2 separate regions of the Mus musculus genome follow, and region 1 is linked to region 2. Evidence: chromatin contacts called from public Hi-C data. All regions are on one chromosome and are shown on one strand. The core of a region is the stretch at or near the end of the contact, and the rest is flanking DNA. Distances in the headings are between cores, read along the strand shown. Region 1 has its middle 38 kb from the start of Gm34413. Region 2 overlaps Gm42048.

Region 1 (5,242 bases), core at 2,533-5,032, 210 kb before region 2:
GAGGGAAGAAGGGAGGGGGGAAGATAGGAGGGGGGGAGGGAAGAAGGGAGGAAGACAGGAGGCCATAAAGCCAAAGTGGGTTGAGGAAAAGTGACAATTTAGAAGACATATTATTTTAAGACATTAATTTAAGGTATATTCTAAAGTGAAGATGTGCAGGCCGGCAGCAGCAGAAGACCCTGAGGAAACTCTTGGGTGGTAGAGGGGGGCATTGAGGGAAACAGCCACCTCTTCCCCACAGCTGAACTAGTTCCCATTTGTATGGAAAAAGTAGGAAATTCTACCCTGACTTCATAGCATATTATCCTAAAATGGATTATAGATATGAATTTATGAAAACCCCAATCTATACAACTTCTAGAAGAAAACAGACAAATTTTTATTCATGATCTTAGCAGAAACAAATGCTTCTTAAAGAGAGTAGAGAAGGCATGAAGCATTTTTAAAAAGATCGATACTATGAATATCCAAAGCCACCGTTCTTCAGAAGAATAAGCTAGACAAAGGAGTATGTTCCTATTATTCTGCAAAGTGGAAGCAGGAAGATTAGAGGTTCAAGGCCAACCTGGGCTACATCAGACTCTGTCTAATCAGGTGATAGACCCTCAGAGTCGGGAATCACGGAGTCACAGGCCCACCCTACACCTGGAGTAGAATGGCTGAGGAGCAGTAACTGACGACAGTACCAAGGGCCAGCATGACACTGTGGACAGGCCATGGAGGCACTCCACCAGCTAAGCACGTGAAGCCACTGCTCATGTTTGCAGGCATGACTCCAGAGTCACAGTGTGTGCAGTGCATCCAGGCACGCCCCCAGCACAGCAGCACGGTGACAGCAGAGCTCCTGCCAAACTCGTATTCTGTAGGCGGCTCGTCACAGCAAACAGCACTTCCATCAACCAAGCAGCACACATCTACACACCAAGTGATACAGGGGTGAGATTTTAATAAGAACACTCCAGGCAGGGCAGGTTTTGAAGCAGGGTCTCCCTGTGTAGCCCAGGCTAGCTCCAAATTTGCCACCTTCTTGCCTCAGCCTGATGCTGGGGTGGCAGTGTACACAGCCGCATCTGACTCACACAAAGATATATTTACAATAAAGATGTTGGCCACAGAGAGCCGTAGTGAGAACAATGTTTGCCGCCCCCCCCCCTCCCGCCTTGCTCACACCAACCCTCCAGGGACTCAGAAACGCTACTGCTCCGGAGGCCTCTGGTTTTCACAGGTCACTGGCCTGCCCCACTCCCACCAGATCCGCCCCAGGTTTTGAAAGTGAAACGTTCATCCTAAGAGAACGTGAGGTCAGGGGAGCCCAGCATCAGAGGAAGAACAGAGTTCTCTAGAAAGACCCACAACTGATACATACAGAAGGGACAGTACAGAGAAGACTCCAGAGTGAGGTGAGACCTGTAGTGGGCAGAGTCAAAAGATGCCTTTTAGATGTGTGAAAATTGCTTAGTCAGGATCCCCACTACACCCAAGGCTGCACATGAAAACCAGAACCCAGGGGCACCTCTCACTCCAGATAACCACGCACGGTCCTAGAACTCCAGGACACCCACCGCTCAGTATATAGGCAGAGACCAAGAGCAATGCAATGCTCTGCTCTGCACATCTGGAGAGACGACACCTTGATCTGCCCTGTGGCTGGAGAGTCTCTCCCAGGATCCTGATCCTCCAATCAGAGATTTCTGTTAAGAGACTGGACCCGACTTTCAGCTGAGATACAGGTGAGCAGCCTTGGGGAGGCAGGCATAGAACTGGAGTTACGGAGTTAGAGCGTGAACCTTGTGTGATGATCTTCACCATAATACAGTGTAACTTGTTATACGAACTACACATATCTGCCTTCTTGCTGGTGACCTCATCACATCAGCACCTGATGACAAAGCTCCTGACCCCATGTGACTGCCCAGGCCAGCAAGCAGTACACAGGAGCCCCAGCTGAGTGTGGGGGCTCACTCATGTAGACCCAGCTACTCAGGAGGCTGAGGCAGACGACTGATGGAGTCAAGGACTTCCGTGTGGGTGTCCATGCTAGGTTAAGCATCAATATGCTACCCTCCTGAGAACCAGGGACCACTTGGTTATCTAAGGAAGGTCGAACCAGCCCAGGTAGAAATATAGCACGGCATTAGGATTCAAACTGATCAGACAGGAAGTTCAGAAGCCAGAGCCATCCCGGTGAGACACGTCTGGGCTGCACGGAGCCACCTACCTGTGCCATCTTCTGATCACAACAGACTGTTTTAAAAGGTAGAACCAGAATCTAATCCAACCTCTATCTCTACTGAGCAGTTTGAAGGAATGCAGGAGACAAGGAATGTATTAAGGCTACACTTGGGTTTGATCGCCCAACCCAGGATGATGGGCAGATCCATCAATCTGAGGGATGTCCAGTGTTGGAGAACCAAGAATCAGGTGACAGGTAGGGGGATCCTAGATGCCCTATGGGTTTTAAGCTGCCGTCTGTCATCATTCATAGGCAAATGAATAGAAGGCTTCCTGGTTGTGCCACACTGGGAAACAGGAGCGAGTGGGCTGGAAGGCCTGTGCCTGGCATAGCTGAGCAGTGAGATTCGCTTGTCCTGTCTTTCTTCTGAGAGGTCCTCACTCCTCCTACCCCTGCTCCCTGTCCTTACCCTGGATACACTGACGCAGCTCTGTCCATGGCCATGAGAACAGAGAGACAGACTGACATGGGACCCCTATTGTAAAGAATAAACCTGCTCTCAGAGGCCATCCTGGACACATCACAGCAGTGCAATGTGGTCTGGCAGCTGCTTTGACAACTCGGGATTAGGAAGACAGGATGAGGAGGTTACGGAGAAAGCAGCGAGTGATTTATCATCCTTAGGCCATTGGAATCAATTATGGATGCACACAAGTATGTATGGCATTTCACCTACTCAACTCTCCCGGAGGCCCAGGGCTGGGCTTAGACATGGGAGCCAAGAGCCCAGCATTAGGGCCAAACTCTCACGGGCCCTGGGCCAAATGAACCCCCTTCAGAGTTCGTGTTCTATCTACATAATTGATGACATCTCATGTTGAAGCCTGACCAGGGCTTGTGACCAACGTCAGCTTTCAGCTCATGATATAGTAGGGACTCCACTGCCCTCAGAGTCCCCACTCACTCCAACCCATCCTCTCAAGCCCTGGAACCAACACTACCAGCTCCCAGGGACTGATCCCACTGCCCCCAAGCGGAAGCCAGACGATCCAGTATAGCATGTTGGCCTTCCAGTTATGGTGGCCTGATCCACCCCTTCAGGATCAGCGTGGGACACCCACAAACATCTTTCACCCAGTGGGGAGCTGATGCGTATAGCAGATCTCTGTTTACTCAACAGGCCCTACCCAGGGGTACAATGACTCGGGTTTTCTGGTCTTTAGCCTTGTCCAGCAGTGGCTTCTCTCATACCCTCTGCTGCCATGCTGGGTTCTAGCCCAGCCACTGGAGGTCCAGGGAGCCCTCTCCCTCCCCACCCCCCATCATCAGTAGGTGGCTAGGTGATATGCCATGGCCACTTCCTCCAGCCACCCTTAAGTAAGTTCCCAGCCCCTGCACTAAGGCTACCCTCTCACACCTGATGATGTCACTCTAGGAAATGCAAATGAGGGCAAAGCACAGAGTGGCTTGTCCTGTATGGAGTAGGTAGAACCCAGCCTTCTGCCCACACCAGGGGGAGCCAGCTCCTGCCTGGTGGTGGGCCTCTGGCTCCCTTTAAAGACCCCACCCAACCTCAGGGTGGCCCTGAGTCTATTCTGAGCCCTCTGAGAAATGAGCCAGGGCAAAGGTTTCTCTCTTTTCACAGACTTGTGTCTCTGGCACGTGTGCTCTCTGTCCTGTCTTGGGGGAGGTTCCCTAGCTGCTTGATGGAGTTTGGCTTCCCCCACCCTATTCTTCCCAGAAGAGCCTGATCTCTGGATTAGACAAAGCCTCACTCTGCAAACTTGGCTGGCCACGGTCAGAACAAAACTCAGACCTCCCATCTACCTACCCACAATTCCCTCGTTTTACCGGGAGGAGCAGGCTGAGTAGCTGAGGCTAGCCTCCCTGCCAGTCAGCCACCTTCGCTTCCCTTAGACAGAACTCAAGTAGCGAGGGGCCGGGAAGCCCACTGCGAGCTGCAAACTCGAGGTTGTCCCCAGCTGTGTCACAGGCCACCCCCATCCAGCAGGAACAGCTTCCTGCACCAGAGCCCCAGTCCCCTCCCACTTCTGGAACATGCACCCAAGCCACAGACCCGAAGTCCCATAGCAGGTGTTGCCTACGGCCACACCTGCAGCAAGGGATTCCAATGAAAACCTCAATGTCTGGCTGCTTTTACGCAACCGGCCGGAAAGGGAATTGGTGACCTGGAGAATGGCTGAATGCTTCCAGAAGAGCAAGGTCAAGCTCATCGGGACAGCTAATGATGATGGATGCAAGCTAGGCTGGAGGGGCTCCTGAGGATGCCCCAGGGATGGCAGTGGGCGAGGCCTCTGAGCCTGGGATCTGCCCTTAAAGGAACAGGAAGGAGGGGAGGGAGGGAGGGTGGAGAAACAGACTCCCGGCCAGCTCCGTGACCCCTCAGCTTATGCGAAGCAGCCATACTTGCTCTCTTCTTTGTCAAGGCTCCATGGAAGCTCAGCAAACTGAGGTGGGAAGAGGCTGTACTTCCAGCCTGCCCACTCACTGCCTAGCCTCTGCCTCAGAAGCCGTGAAGGCCTGCTGGGTATAAGGGAGTGGCCTCTGGTCTCCTGCTCCATTGCTGCCTCTTCAGAACTGATCTGTAAATTCCCCCGACACTCCCCATGAATTTGCCTGCTTGGCTCAGTGGATCTGTGAGATGCTGGCAGCATCTTCCCATCTCCCTCATAAATGAATGCATTAAGATTGCTGGCATGTATGCCTTTGGTATGTATATGTCAGGACATCATCTTCTAAAACCCGCCTTTCATACAGGGGTCGCACTGCTGGGAAACCGTAGAGCAGCAATCTGAGCCCAGATCAGCCCACTCTACCCAGAGAGGGAAATCAGCCCCACATCTGCATGTCATTGAAGTGCTGCTCTGCTTTATGGTGGAGGAAGTCCAAGTTCAGGGATGGGAGAGAAAGCAAAAGCCAGCAGACAGGCTGTCCCAGGTGCTGTGTGCGGCCTGTTGCCCTTACTAAGAAGCTCAAAGCTGACCATCTTAAAGACACCACCTTGGGGCAGAAGAAGGACGGGCTGACACCCAGAGAGGCCCCAGGTGA
Region 2 (4,865 bases), core at 387-2,886:
TCTGGTGTCTCCGAAGACAGCGGCAGTGTACTCATGTACATTAAATAAATAAATAAATAAATAAATAAACAAACAAACAAATCTTTTTAAAAAACCAAAGAGCTGGCTTACCTGATTGGTCAATTGGGTCTGAGGTTAAGAGATACTGTATGTCCACGAAGAGACCTGAGCTCTGTTCCCAGGTGGCTCACAACTGCCTGTAATCCCAGCTTCTGCAGGACTAGTGTCCCCTTTGTCCTCCTTCAGATCTGCACTAACTTGCACACACATGCACTCGCTCGCACACATGTGCACTCACTTGCTCACATGTGCACACATGCACTCATGCACTCACCTGCACATGGATTTCCAGTTTGGAACTCCCAGACTCATGAACTCTCTGCTTATCCTCCATTCTCCAGCCTGAGCTGCTGTACCCTCCCAGAGGCCAGGGCGAGCGTGTGTCCCTTCTGTCTCCCAGCAGCTGTCTGTCCCCGTTTAGCCACACGTGCACACTTCAAGCACATGCTTGTTGTTTACAGAGAATAAGTGGATACATCTTTCCTATGGTGGGAAATTATACTATTTCCCATCTCTGGATTTGACTCAAACAAGTAGAAGATTTCAACAACAATATATAAGGACATAGGGCAGTGGTTCTCAATTTGTGGGTCACAATTCCTAGGGGAGTACATGAGCCTTTCACAGGGATGGAAAATAATTGTATGGTTGGGGGTCACCACAATATGAGGAACTGTATTAAAAGGTTGCAGCATTAGGAAGGTTGAGAAGTATTGCCATAGAAAATCTAAACAGTGAGTTTCCAATAGACCAGTTATTCAACCACACAGGACACCTGCAGAAGACAGTGGCAGAATCAGCCACCCCAGGGGCACACTGAACACACTCTAACTCACTGACACATTGGAAAGGACCAGAAACAACAGTGTGCTCTCCTGCTACAAAAGCAGAAACTAGACATAAGTAACAAAAAGACTATGGGCGATGCTGGGATGCAGGCGAGTGGAAGAGCACATGGCTAGCACCTGCCTAGCTTGCGCTAGGCCCAGGGATAACACAGGGATCTCCAGATCGTAGGTCGCTAAATAAGGCTCTAAAGAGGAAGAATTCAGCTTTCTTTGCAATGCACAGCTGGATTCATATCCTCCCTAAACAACTAGGAAGTGAGACATCACATCTGCTACATGGGTTCGCTTCTGCATTTCACTCCTCTTTCTTTCTTTCCTTTCTTCTTGTTATTTTATTTTGCTTTTACACAGGGTTTCTCTGTGTATCCCTGGCTGTCCTGGAACTTGCTCTGTAAACCAGGCTGACCTTGAACCCAGAGATCCATCTGCCTCTGCCTCTTGAGTGCTGGAATTAAAGACATGAACCACCATCATCCAGCTGTCGCCGCCACCTTCTCCTCCTCCTCCTTCTCCTCTTGTTCTTTAAAAGATTTATTCTTGTTTTATGAGTATGAGTGCTTTGCCTGTGTGCAGGTCTATGCACCACGGCTGCAGGTGCAGTGCCCGAGGAAGCCAGGAGAGGGCGCTAGATCCCCGTACAGAAGTTACAGATGGTCGTGGCTCACAATGTCAGTGCTAGCTGACTGACCCAGTGAGTCAGCTCTTAACTCCTGAACCATCTGCCTATCCCTACCCACCCCCTTTCTTACTTGGTTCCTTTGGCCGATGTCTTCATATGTTTATCTGTCTGGATAGAAGAAAGCCTGCTCTCTGGTGTGCCTCCTGTGGCCTAAAATGATGCCTCACGCTGTAGAACTTCCAGTTAAATGAAGCGACTCAGCCTTCCAATTGAAAGAACTCAGTGGGGAAACCCCCACTCAGCTCCCGATTCGGCGTGCACCCAAGAATCACGAATAGAACACAACACCTTGATGTAACAACAAGAGGTTTTTTAATGGCGGAGCTCCGGGTCGAAACGTATCTCACACAACAGGAGACAGTGGATTCGACCACGAGGCTTGGAAGCTAGGGGGTTTTATAGAAAAGGAGTGGGGCTGGGGGAGGAATTGGCGCGGTTTCACATGATTGGTCCATTTAAACATCAGCAGCCTGTAACATTTAACTTAGGTCAGAGGGGTGGGAGCTAGGGAGGCGATGGGCTTGCCCGGGCATGTCCTGGTCTGTTCTGCTATGTTCTCAGCCCCAGGTTTCAAAGCTCAGAAACAACTCTTTGGGCTATTTAACATACATTACATGAATTACAGTTTTATTTCCTTTCATTCCCCTCTTTTTCTGTTTAGACTAATTCTAATCATAGAATTTTAGAGGTCGGTGTCCCTTAACTCTTCATCTACCTGAACTATAGGTTGATATTGCCTTTGAAGAACCATGAGTTTTACTGTATCAATTTTACTCTGGATGAAAGCCATTCCTCTATTTATTATACAAGGGCCGAAAACTAAAGCTAAGCATATCATAAGGATTGGTCCGGCTACAGCGGAAATTAAAGAAGTTATCCAAGATGGTCGTGATTCAAACCACGACTCAAACCACCCCCGTTGAGCATCCCGTTCCCGTTTCCTTCGCTCTAATCTTTCTCTCAGTTTCTGCATAGAGTCTCTAACTATTCCTGTATGATCTGCATAGAAGCAGCACTCTTCTTTAAGGGCAGCACACAGTCTTCCTTCCTTTAGGAACAACAAATCAAGACCTCTCCTGTTCTGTAAAACTACCTCAGACAGGGAGGTCAAAGATTTTTTTAAAGCGTCTATGGACTTCTCTATTGTCGCTAGGTCTTCATTGACAGCATCCCTCAAAGACTGAATTCCCTGTCTTCCTTCTATCAAAGCTGACACTCCCGTCCCCACTCTTACTGCCATACCTATTCCCATGAATGCAGCCAGGGTTAAAGTAATTGGTTCTCTTTTTGACCGCCGGCCCGCATAGCTTTCTTCTAAACTGGATGCAGGGTGATAATATACACGGGGTAACAGCTGGATCATGACACAAAAATCATGAGATGAATTAAAAACCTTAGTTGATACACAGGGAGTAAGTCCTGTATTGCAAGCCCACCATCCAACCGGGGAAGGTACAAGATAGTAATCAGCTTCTGTTCTGGACACGGACTGAATTTGTCCGCATAGGTGTTTGTGAGTGGAAGGTGGGGTACCTATACAGAGACCTGGATTCCTCGCGGATACTTCAGTCAGGGTCAGTTTTTGTCCTGTACCCCAAGAGCAGGAAGTATGGCTGCTGGTTCTGTTGAAATCTCCATTGAAGGCGATTCCTTTATAATAAGGCGGACCGGACCCGAGGACAGGCATAGCCAGCAGTCCTCAGTAGCGCTTGGATCAGTTCTGTTAAGGGCATAAAAGGCTCCTCTCACTAGGTTAAACATCCTCTGTCTTGAAGGAATCTCGGGGGTAATAGTTAGAGGTACCTGAGGAGTGGGAGGTTGGGTGATAGCGGCCATATTAAGGGGGTCCGCAATCACTGGAGTAGGCTGAGTAATTGTATGGGTGAGGGGTGTGAACTTGGTTGGGGGGCCTAAAGGATTGTAGGGGGTCTTTATTTTTAATCTGATAGTGAACAATAATCTCTCATCATATCTTTCCTTGTAAATCCTAAGACCCCAGGTATACCCTTTTGTCCATCCCAGAGCTCTCTTTCCTGGTTCAGTGAAGGTGACACGGAGCGGATGGCACCAGTCAGTACACTCGTCTAGGTCAAATCCTCCAGGTACATAAGACGCTAGGGAATAGTTGGCTGTTACTCTAATATAGTCCCAGCTCGAGGAGGGCTTCCAGCGGGCTGTACCTGAAGTCTCGCAACCCCAGCTCTTACAAAAGAAGTCAGCCTTACCTCCACACGTTGGATTGAGGGACTGACTTCGGTGGGGCCCGGGGCAGACATAGAAGGGATGGGTTCGAAGCATACTTCTATCCCTTTGGTTAGAGCAACCACCCCATGGGTCTCTCGAATGTTTTTCTACGTACGGAGGGGGTGTTAAAGGTGCCCTCTGAATGTCAGAGTACCCCTCCAAGTCCCATCCAGGAGGGGCTCCTATAGCCAACTTACAGATGTCAGGGAAAAGATTAGGCCACCAAGTCCACAGAGGGTGTACCTCAGCGATTGTCCATACAGCCCTACCCCCCTCATTGAGTACCTCCCACGTTTGTTGAACAGGACTGTGGGGGTTGAAGTCTTTTGGGATCGCTCCTACGAAGCAGGCGCAACTTAAAAGGATTAGTAGTCTTCTCTAAAGTCCACTCATCATGGCTGACTCCAGGGGGTGCTCTCTTAACGTGGGATGCGTGGACCCAAGTGGGGATTCCTTCCACTTTGACCGCGGTGGGCGTTGTCAGTAGCACCAAGTAGGGTCCCTTCCACCTCGGTTCTAGGTTTCCCGCTCGGTGTCTCCTCACCAGGACTGCGTCTCCTACTTCAAACTGATGCGGCACCTGTGTGTCACCAGCAACATAGGTTTCTTTTAGCTGTTCCCAGACCTCTTTTCTTACTATTTTAAGAGCTTTTAATCGAGCCAAAAGACTAGAAGAAGGAGAGAAAGACACATCCGGGCGATTCTTATCCCCTACGGTCATAAAAATGGGTGGGGGCGCCCCATACATTAATTTAAATGGAGTTAGGCCAAGGGGTCCAGGTGTATTCCGAACCCTGAACAAGGCATAAGGGAGAACGGCTGTCCAATCGCTTCCGCCGGATTCTAAGGCTATTTTAGTCAGAGTCTCCTTTAGCGTTCTGTTCATCCTTTCTACCTGTCCTGAACTCTGGGGTCTGTATGCACAATGTAATTTCCAATTTGTCCCCAGTTGTCTGGCCAATCCCTGACTTACCTGGGAGACGAAGGCAGGTCCGTTGTCTGACCCCATTACCTTAGGTATCCCAAAGCGGGGA

The links. A called contact is a pair of places that touch in the nucleus more often than the background predicts.
Region 1: a contact with region 2 is called in a Hi-C map of embryonic stem cells, with 4 times the contacts expected there. The contact joins two enhancer-like sites. A contact is called at or near these places in 1 of 15 datasets of contacts at CTCF or cohesin (embryonic stem cells), 25 of 484 Hi-C or Micro-C datasets (the G1E-ER4 cell line, the P5424 cell line, brown adipocytes and 5 more), 3 of 115 datasets of contacts at active chromatin or transcription factors (all in embryonic stem cells) and 1 of 9 other capture datasets (embryonic stem cells).

Annotation. Positions count from the first base shown.
Region 1 is chr8:122,054,726-122,059,967 of GRCm38.p6, reverse strand. It overlaps a transcript of Zfp469 not described here. Among named protein-coding and RNA genes, the nearest start is that of Gm34413, 38 kb to the left of the region's middle. Within about 2 kb of position 3,782, at least 43 of the 459 cell types and tissues checked have an H3K27ac peak or open chromatin away from gene starts, as enhancers often do. A contact at or near this core is called in the G1E-ER4 cell line, embryonic stem cells, stem cell-derived motor neurons and 1 more, where this site is marked.
Region 2 is chr8:121,838,197-121,843,061 of GRCm38.p6, reverse strand. It overlaps Gm42048, which reads right to left. Exons shown (of 4, transcript XM_030243893.1): 2 at 1,658-4,411; 3 at 1-30. Among named protein-coding and RNA genes, the nearest start is that of Gm42048, 6.6 kb to the right of the region's middle. Within about 2 kb of position 1,636, at least 57 of the 459 cell types and tissues checked have an H3K27ac peak or open chromatin away from gene starts, as enhancers often do. A contact at or near this core is called in the G1E-ER4 cell line, embryonic stem cells, stem cell-derived motor neurons and 1 more, where this site is marked.